2 separate regions of the Hordeum vulgare genome follow, and region 1 is linked to region 2. The links are chromatin contacts, called in public Hi-C maps. All regions are on one chromosome and are shown on one strand. Each heading gives the region's core, a stretch centred on a gene start, on an enhancer-like site or on the middle of the called end of the contact. The rest is flanking DNA. Distances are from core to core; before and after follow the strand shown. Region 1 holds the start of LOC123408825. Region 2 holds the start of LOC123411497.

The links. A called contact is a pair of places that touch in the nucleus more often than the background predicts.
Region 1: a Hi-C map of seedling shows a contact between it and region 2, with 6 times the contacts expected there. The contact joins the promoter of LOC123408825 here to the promoter of LOC123411497 in region 2. A contact is called at or near these places in 3 of 6 Hi-C or Micro-C datasets (leaf and seedling) and 1 of 1 datasets of contacts at active chromatin or transcription factors (embryo).

What each region holds. Positions count from the first base shown.
Region 1 is chr7H:110,915,403-110,920,264 of MorexV3_pseudomolecules_assembly, reverse strand. It overlaps LOC123408825, which reads right to left and starts at 3,344. Exons shown (of 2, transcript XM_045101864.1): 1 at 2,320-3,344; 2 at 1,305-2,219. The coding sequence starts at 2,397. The coding sequence ends at 1,689. LOC123408823 (endoglucanase 17) reads left to right here. Exons shown (of 6, transcript XM_045101863.1): 6 at 1-447. The coding sequence ends at 176.
Region 2 is chr7H:110,724,396-110,729,435 of MorexV3_pseudomolecules_assembly, reverse strand. LOC123411497 reads right to left here and starts at 2,489. Exons shown (of 6, transcript XM_045104455.1): 1 at 1,847-2,489; 2 at 1,401-1,736; 3 at 128-186; 4 at 1-35. The coding sequence starts at 2,215.

The sequences.
Region 1 (4,862 bases), core at 2,095-4,594, 190 kb before region 2:
ACCTGCTCGTCGGCGCCGTGGTGGGCGGGCCCAGCAACACCAGCGACAACTTCCCCGACGCTCGGGCCGTCTTCCAGCAGTCCGAGCCCACCACCTACATCAACGCCCCGCTGCTGGGCCTCCTCGCCTACTTCTCCGCCCACCCCAACCTGCCCCAGTCCGACGGCACCGACTGAAGATATATGTGGCCCGCTACTCGCTGCGGGCAATGCGGTGGAGTGGCCCTCTTTAGCGGTCGTGGGCCGAGGAAGGAAAGCCTGGTTGGTAGTCCTTGTTTTGTACGGGCTGCGATGGGCTGATCCGTCCCGCTGCCTTGCTGCCCCTGTATTATTATTTCTATATATTTCTACGTGTAACGGATGCCGATCCTTTCCTGTAAAAAATGGCAGGAAAAGGATCGGTCGTGCCATGCCAAGACAAGCAATCTAATATATCTATCTACCACTATATCATCATCGTCAGTTCGTCACGCTTGTTGCGATGCATTTACGTCCACCTTCCCCTACTTCTTGTAGTTCAGAGGTCAATGTCATCGCGAGACCAAACATGTCGCCGGAAAGCTGTGGGCACTGCCCTTCACGCAATGATGCAAGCTCCAAGGTCAACTCCATATCTGCAATGCAATGATGCAGCGTTGCTTAGCGAGCACAACTCCCTTTTTTTTGGGGTACGAAACGATGATAGAACCAGCCTGAAATGCCGATTGAAGATCCGGGCTTTAACTGCTGGAGCTGCCATCCAGTTTAAGCTTAATAAGGTTAAAACACGTGCGACCTCGTCCGTTGGTGGACATGTCATGTGCAGCAGTGCAGGTGCCGCGTCTTTTTCTGGCCTCTGGGCCCTTGCTGGAATCTGAAGCTTTGCTTCAAACCAGAAGCAATTCTTTCTGCGTACACCTCCTCCTCATCATCATTCTGCTGCCGCGTGGGGGCAGCAGGCATGGCGAGCATGCCCGATGCGGCACAATCGCCGCAAACTTGATTCCGAGAGCGACCGATGAAGACGAGCCCATGCGGTGGATCGCGTCGAATGTCGATCGCCGTGCAATGGCGTCGGGATTTCGTGTCCGCTCACGGCGGTCAGCTGGCACTCGAATCGCCGGGCGACGTGGCGTATCTTCCGTCCGTGCGATGGGATCGGGCTTCATGCACTGCACGGACAGGGAAGAAAATGCCACGGTTGCCGCACCTGTACCGGTGATACACTCACTGCTGCGGATCTGCGGTGCATGCATGCACGGCAGCGCACAACAGTATATAGTCGAATATAGTAGATACGAACGACTTTACTTTGCCCACTGCAGCTTTGCGTAAATTTTTCTTATTACTTTCGATATTTACACAAGTACGTACAGGAGGTAAAAAAAAACTGAGGGGTGTAACAACATGAGCACATAGTTTTGTCACTTTTGTTGCACTGCCTCCGATTCTTTTCGATAGTAATAAAGTAGAGCAAAAGGAGAAAGAAAAGAGGGGAAGCGAAGCATCAAACGAAGAATTTTGTACTGGCCCAGCCCAGAGGGTCCGATTCCGAACAAGAATAATTATGGGAGAAATGAAGCGGCAGCGGCAGCGGCAGAGAGAATCAATCCGTGGGATGAAGAAAAAGAATGATGCTGCATTCAGTCGGCTTTCACGTACACGGCGTAAACGCCCCTCCGAGAGGCAGTTAATTGCGGGGCGTTGCCACTACCCCGCGCCGCCGCTGCAGATGCCGGTGAGCAGCACCGGGAGCCTGGCCAGCGACGAGGACGTGGACGACGACCCTTCCGCGGCCCGCTGCAGCCGCCACCTCCCGCGCTCCTCCGGCGGGGCGGCGCGCTGCTGCGGCGGGCGCACCCTCCCGTCCTCGAACAGCGGCGTCGCCACCACCGTGGGCGCCTCCGGCTCCTGCGGGCCGCCGCCGCCGCCGCCGCACAGGAAGTCGGCGCCGGCGTGCTGCCGCTCCATGTCCAGGAACTCGCCCAGCCTCGTCGGCGGCCCGCTGGCGTCGTCGCGGCACAGCCGCCACCAGCTCCCGCCCCGCCGCCGCCTCCTCCGTCGCCACCCGCCCGCCCGCCGCCCGTCTCGCTCCTCCGTTGCCGCCCGCGTCGGCCTCTCGCTCTCCTGCCCCGGCGGCGCGCGAGCCATCCGCCGCTGCGCAGCGCCGCCCCCGAACGCCGACACGCCCATCAGCGTCCCCAGCGTCGTGCTCCTGTCCGGGAAGAAGGACCCCGTCGACTGCCAACAGATCAAAACTAACAACATCGTCAGCGCACGCAAGATAGAAAACGGCGCAACTGCAACTGACCGCACCCAGCCAGGAAATTCGACGAAAAACCTCGGTGTCCAGGTCGGAGGAGGACGGCGAGGAGTCGCCGGACGGGGAGTAGGGCATCATGTCGTCGTCGAGGTCCATCGCTCGCTCGCTCGCTCCGGCGGAAAGGAGGCGAGGCGAGGGTGCGGTGGTGAAGGTGGGAGGAGGAAGACGAAGGGTTTATAAGCAGTTGTGGATCGGCCAGGCCGGGGGGCAGTTGATCGGGGCTGGGGGTGTGTGGTGTGGTGCCGTGACGGCGACGTGGTGCCGGTGCGGTGGTGGCTCCCTGCACTTGTCGGCATTTGGTAACTTCCACGGCTCAACAGCGCGAGTGCACGACTCGACTGTGCGCGCATATGCTCCATCAAGTTTAGGAGCCTGTACATCATGCAGCCCGTGATCGATCCCCCCTTGCAACATTTGGATCTCTTCAGGGAAGGGAAGGGGTCTTGTGACTTGTGTCACTAAACCCTGCAGCCGGTGGGCAGTAATTTTTTGCATAAAGTTCATGTAAATTCCTCACCAAGTTTCCGGCATTTCAAATGGGTCTAGGACCTGATCTGGATGAGCGTGTGGTTGACTGGAAAGTGACGTCAGAATGTTCGGTTTGGACTAGTCGCCCTGGCACAATTACGCCACTATTGGGACAAGGACTAGGTTTTCCATAGATGTACAATGCATTGAACTGAATGCACTGTTTGCTCACCGCTTTGCCATAGGCCGGAAAAGGTACAAGTTAGCCCTGATGATTTGAGTTTAGTCCTGCTTTTCGTGATCGGTCATTGTCTAGTTGTCTCTTCTTTGGCCAAGATTAGCTATGTAGACGCTTTTAGATCCAATCAGCCGATTTGATTGAGTCGGAATGAATTCCGGGGTTGGATTTTTCAGCTCCAAACGAATTGTCCCCATGCCCCACGAAAATGCGCCGTTCTGCCCATATCCCTGTCTCTATCCTATTGTTCATCGGCTGCGTGGCGAATCTAGCTTTGTTTCCTCATGAACTACATAGTTTACTCGCACTGCCCACCCCACCCACTACATACTGTCTCGATTCTATAGATGTAAGAGTATGGTAAATTGCTTTTGGAGGCCGAGCTCTACGAAGGCCTTTAAATTCAAACTTTAAATTTCATAAAAAATCATATTTTAACATTTTTTTTTGAAAAAATACATAGATAGATGAAGGTGTAATACATAAGTATGTAAATTTTCAGAACTAAATATGTTGAAATGAGGGCTATGAAAAAAAGACAAATCCAAAGCTTTTTAACACATGACACTATTTATCTTTCGAGACAATGAATATGTCTTTTTTGTACAGGTCGCGTCTTAAAGTATTTTGGTCTGAAATTTTACACACACATGAATCCCACGCTTGTTTAGTTGTATAATTTTTTTCAGATTTTTTCAAATCAAAATTTTTGAATTTTGATTTTTTCAAAAATTTCGTCCTCCATGGCTTCCGGGAGCCAAACGTCCTTTCCCCAAGATTACCCATTTCTTTATAGTATTTTCAAACTAAAATGACCTGATTTTTTCAAAGTTATGGAAAACGAGATTATATGGTTTAGACTCGTGTTCACACTAGCATTTTCAATTAACATTTTCTCTACATGGTCCGAAGTTGGAGGAAGAGATAAGTGACGACTAGTTGGCACAGAAGCAGTGGAGGAGGACGGAATTTGTTTAAGGTGAGGCGAAGTCTTAAGCAACGATTATTTTAATGTGAAACCAAAAGAGTGAATACACATCAATAATGCACAATACTATTTTATGTGATTCTCGAACGAATAACCAAGTACAACGAACATGTTGACATATTTCAATAGAAAGACAACATAAAACATACCAACAATGAATCTTTCAATGACATCTACAAGACCTAAGCAATGACACCGTCATATCCTCCTTTTAAAAAACTTCCTTAATTTTATCAAGATCATAACTTTCGAAGATCCTTCTCTCAATGTAACACACCTCATTAAGCCAGCCATCGAACATCTTGCCGCACAACTTAGTCTTGATGATTTTCATCGCTGAGAAGACCCTTTTAATTGGTGTCGTTGCTACTGATAGTACCAATACCAACTCAATGTGGCGATAACCAACAAGAAATATGACATGCCTTGCAAGTTCAATCATCTTTTTAGCCAGGCTTGCAATATCACGAAAAGCTCAAAAGTCTTCAATTTTTCTCATACAAGTACTGAATAGCTCAAGGTTACCTTTTTAGCCAGGCTTGCATCCTATGTGATCTTATGTGGTCAGCTTGGGTCTTGCGGCACAATGATCGGCTAGTTCACACTAGAAAAGACTGGTTGGATATGCTCGTGAATTGTAATGAAGTTGAGAGGGATCAGGTTATCATGTTGGTGTGGAAAATTTGGTCGTTGCGATCATACTTGGCCAATGGCAAGGAAGTACCATTTCCTCATATCTCGGTCAAGTATCTTCAAAGCCGCGTGTCTTCGGTAACAATGCGTTTTAGTATAAAAGAAATCCTTAAAGGGAAGATGACAGTCAACATGGGTCCTCCTCCTAGCACACGAGTGATTTTATTGGTGCTG
Region 2 (5,040 bases), core at 1,240-3,739:
CTCTCAAGCAAAACAGGAATAACAAGCAGGGCAAGCTGTCCAAAGCATAAATAAAATATTCCATTATTGCATACTTTTTTACTGGCGGAAAGTTGAACTACATGGAGAAAGCGAACAGGGGACTTACCAGAATATAGAGCCGAAAATATATTCCAATGGTGTTGGTGTTCTTGGCAAAAAATCATCCTGGCATAAGACATCATATAGTGATAAAATAAGCATCCGATGATATTACTATGTAATTGGTGCCACAGATGGTAACTTCTAGGGTTACAACAACTAGATAGGATCAGTTTTTGGAAGTCAGCATTTTATTGATTAAGCACTAAAGTCATACAAGGTCTCCCGGATACCATCCGGAACAGAATGAAAAACACACATCAAACTAGAATTCAGTTTAGTTCACGAGCTCTTCACCTGTTTGAAATCAATGAAATTCACAAGGGAAATAGTACCACATCCAATAAATCAATTTCAACATATAGCAGCGGGATAAGCTCAAGCACCACAAATACCACATTATGTGGTCAGGTGTATGATCCGGATTTCCATTTGCAGACATACACCTTGTACCAAATAAAGTTCTCAAAAAAAATGTAGAACGAGTTGAATCCAACGAACAATATGGCAAACAGTTAGCTTAGTTGTTTCCATATCAGTCATAAGCCAGGTATCAGTAAACCTCATATAAGCTACCTTTCTGAAGAACAGCAGTTAAAGGATATTCTACTGTCAGCTAGAGTAACCTTTTGAAGAACAGCGGTAGGAAAGTATACTCTGATGTATAATGTTATCCTATCAGCGGGAGTACCTTTCTACACAGCACAATTACAAATACCACATTATGTGGTCAGCCGTACGAGCCAAATTTCCATTTCCAGGCATACATCTTGTACCAATTACAAATTATCATGTTGAATTGATTGATTTCTCAAAAAATAACCCAGAATGAGTTGAATTCACCCAACATGGCAAACAGTTAACTTAGTTGATTTCCATATCAGTCATAAGCAGATATCAGTAAACCTCATATGAGCTGCCCTTCTGAAGAAGGGCAGTTAAAGGATATTCTACTGTAAACTGTCAGCTTGCTTTCTGAAGAACAGCAGTAAGAAAGGATACTCTGCTGTATAATCTTATCCTATCAGCGGGGCACCTTTCCTCACAGCACAACTTCCGCTGCCTAATTCCTAACGTTCGGCACAATCAAACTAGTTCAGCTTTCACAGACATTCCAATCACGCCACAAGCAAAGCACATTTGACCAAATCGCTCACCCTCGTCTCACCCCAACAATTCCAATTTCCAATAGTCCGGGTCAAAAGTTTCCAATAGTCAAAATATTCGAAGGCAGCAAAATTGAACAGGTAGGTAATGGTTGACCACGGGGTAGCTGGTACCTGCAGCACGATAGAGTAGATCACGTCGGCGTACTTGACGGCGAGGTTGAGAGACATGCACCGGGCCGGCGCGAGCGCGTAGCACCGTATGTGGCTCCTGGGAATATTGCCGAACGCCTTTCGGTTGTTGACCACCAGCACCGTCATGAGCGCGGCGATACCGGAGCCGAGCGAGTGCCCGGCGAAGATGAGCTTGCAGTCAGGGCCCTGCTGGCGCAGCAGCTCCCGCAGCGTCTCCGTCTCCCTCTCCAGTATGAACTGGGCCGCCTTGAGCAGCCCGTGGTGCACGTAGCCGCCGTCGAACATCTGCATCCCGAGCTTGTTGTCCATCAAGACCTGCAACGAGCGACGGAATCGAACGTGTTCACATTCCGTTCCCGCGGAGAAGAAATCATGCGGGTCGCTGGAATCGGGGATGGGAAGCGGGTCACGGGCGCGGGCAGTACCTTGTAGTCGGCGTTGCGGACGAGGTTGAGGCCGCGGACGGCGAGGACGACCTCGTTGCGGCGGCGGTCGACGTAGACGACGTAGGGCGGGCAGGCGGTGCCGACGTCGTCGTAGGTGGTGCGCTTGTGGAAGCCGTCGCCGTCGATCTGGGTGTAGCCGCGGCTGGCCGGCATGATCTTGGGGTTGGCGAGGTCCTCCTCGGAGATGGCCATGATGATCTGGCAGATGCGCGGGACGGGCTCGAAGTCGTCGGGCGAGGCCGGCGGCCAGGTCTCGCTGTCGTAGGCGCCGATGTAGGTGAGGCGCTTCCACGCCCAGCGCACGCACCCCACGCACAGCACGCACTCCAGCCCGCAGGACACCGACATGGCTGGCCGCCTCCCCGCGGCGCGGCGCGCCGGCGCTTGGACTGCTGGCTCTGTTTGGTTGGGTGGCTGCGCGGCGCGGCGTGGGCTGGTCTTTGTGGTGGTCGTCTGCGGTGGCCGGCCGGGCCGCCGCTGTTTTTCTATTGGATTGCTTGCCTTGGTTGTTCCGGAAGCGACGAGGTTGAGGCGTTGAGCTGGAGGGGGTGGGGGGGAGTGATGTGAGATGCCGCTGCGCTGTGCGCGCACTTGGCTTGGCGTTGGGGAGGGGTCGAGTTTTGCTGGCTTTTTCAACGCGGCTGCGCTCCGCGGGAGAGGCCGTGGACCGCCGAGGATTTTGGTCTAAAACGGCAGGAGGAGACGACCAGCTGCTTCCCCGCAACTTCGGGTTCACCTTCTCACCCGTGTCCATTCATATGTGCCGTAATTTCATCAGAGTTTATAGGAAAAGAGCTGTACCTCGCAAATCCGGCCTTTAAACCCTTGCAAACGCGTCCGGACATGTCTGCGTACACTGGTCGGTCACGTTTTAAATAATGCATTTTATATCTGAATATTTTTCATACTAGGATCCTCAAATCCATAAAAATGCATGTAAGATATGAAACCTATGTACTGTACTACGTAGAACCTATCTACTCCTCGTCGAAGATGTCGATAATCTCCATGCCCTCCGGCAGATAAATGGCCGCATGTCGCAGCTCCGCCGCTTCCGGCGCGTCCGAGTGCTCCGTTGCGGCCTCTTCCGCCTCAATATCCACGTCCAGTTCGTCGAAGAGGCCGTCGGCATTCGCCTGCCTCTGTCGGATGAGCCGACGGTTGGCCTACACCTTGGCCTCATCCCGCATGGAATCCAGGATGGCCTACTGCTCCGCCATCTCCTCCGATTTGGCAACGACGAACTCCGCCTCCGCCTCTGCCATGCTCAAGTCGGGAGCCTCCTCTTCCGGGTCATCCTCCTCTATGGCCTCTGGTTGCTCCTCCTCCTGTTGTTGCTGCTCCTCCTGTTGCTACTATTGTTCCTCCTCCTCCTCCTCCGTCTCTGGCGGGTACGGAGGGAGACCCGCAGCGATGCGGGCGGCGCGGCGAGCCTGGATCTCCACCTCGATTTGCAGGCGGCGCTCCTGAGTGAGCTACGCGTAGGTGGTGATGAGACGTCGGACCATCCTGACGGAGAGGGAACTACGAGAGGAGGCGGACGGGGTCGGGTGGCGGCGGAGAGAAGGAGGAGATGGATGAGCTAGGGATGGGGACGTCAGTCGGCTTAAATAGCCGGCCCCGACCTCGGGCGGGGAGCCGGAGCGACACCACCCGCGTTCACACCGTGCCGATGGTCGAGGAGCCCGTCGGGCCGTCGGTTTTCCCGTGAGACCAAGCCGTCACACCGACGTGGCCGAGCGCGCCCGGGCTCCCCCATATCCGCCCCATATTTGGGCTGGAAATGGGGGGTGTCGGTCAGCCCGGGCGTTTGAAGCCTATTTGAGAGGCTCGTCTGGGTCGCAATTTTGTGACCGGGCGGCCTGTCCGGGCGTTTGAGGAGGGTTTGAGGGGTCTAGTTTTAGATGCTCTAAGAGCATATACTGCCACGAACACAGAATCGAGGCACTCGAACGCCCACGTGCGGACAAGTTTATTGATAGTGATAGGTCATACCTCAAATTCACTTTTCTTCATCGAGATACTTCATATTTGAAACCTTAAATCCATACAAAGTGTGCAAGGGAGGAAATCCATGGACTACGTAGATCAAATAACATATACTACCATAATCCTCGTCGGAGATGTCCATCATCTCCGTGCCCGGCTCCGAGTACATGGGCGGCAGTCGCAACTCCGGCTCCTATGGCTGCTCCGCCTTCGCTCCCGCGTTAAGTTTGGCGGAAAGCGCGTCGCTCGCTGTTCGTTTCTACCGCATGAACTATCGCTTGGCCTCAACATAGACCTCACCATGGATGGACTTCAATATAGTCTATTGTTCCGTCATCTCCGCCGCTTGGCCGGCTGCGAACTCTGCCATGGCGTCCTCCATGCTGAAGCATGCAGCCAGCGCCAGCTCGTCCGCCGGTTGCTCCACCTCTCCAGATCTGCCACCTTCATCGGAACCGGCTGTCACTCCAACTTCGGGCCCTCCTTCTCTGGCTCCGGCGATTCCGAAGGCAAGCCAGCTGCGATTTAGGCGGCCTGCCTCACCCGGATATCTTCCTCGATCTAGAAGCGGTGCTCTGACGTTAGCATAGCACCGAAACATGTTGGGCAGCGAGGTGAAAAGGGAGGTGGATGCCGAGAGAAATGTGCTCGGGCTAGTGGCACGGATAGGGAGGAAGAGGTTGTGCTCAGGGTTAGGGAGGCCAACCGGCTTAAATAGCCGGATTTTAGCCTCGGTCGGCTAGCCGAAGCGATGTAACACAACGTTCACACCCTCACTGGAGGAGACACCTGTCAGACTATTGGTTTTTCGGGCGATTCTGTATGGAACCCATCCGCCAGACTGACGTGTGGGACGCGCCCGGGCCTTCCCATATCCGCCACGTGTTGGTTATGATGGATGTCGGTCAACATGGATGTTTGAGGCCCGTTGTGAGGCGGCCATGAGTCGGACTTTTTTGACCGGGTCGTCCACCGAGGCCTGTGAGGGAGGTTTAGGGTGTCGAGTTGTAGATGCTCTAACTTTGCCATTTTTATAATCGATTTACTCAGGCTGTTTTGCGAAAAGGTCGAAACCCATATATTAAGCATGTATCACATGTCCATACAAATACACTCATAAAAACTCACAATCAAATTCTTGGAAGTGTCAAAGTATTCTTCCTTCTTCATCCACCGGTGGTTGT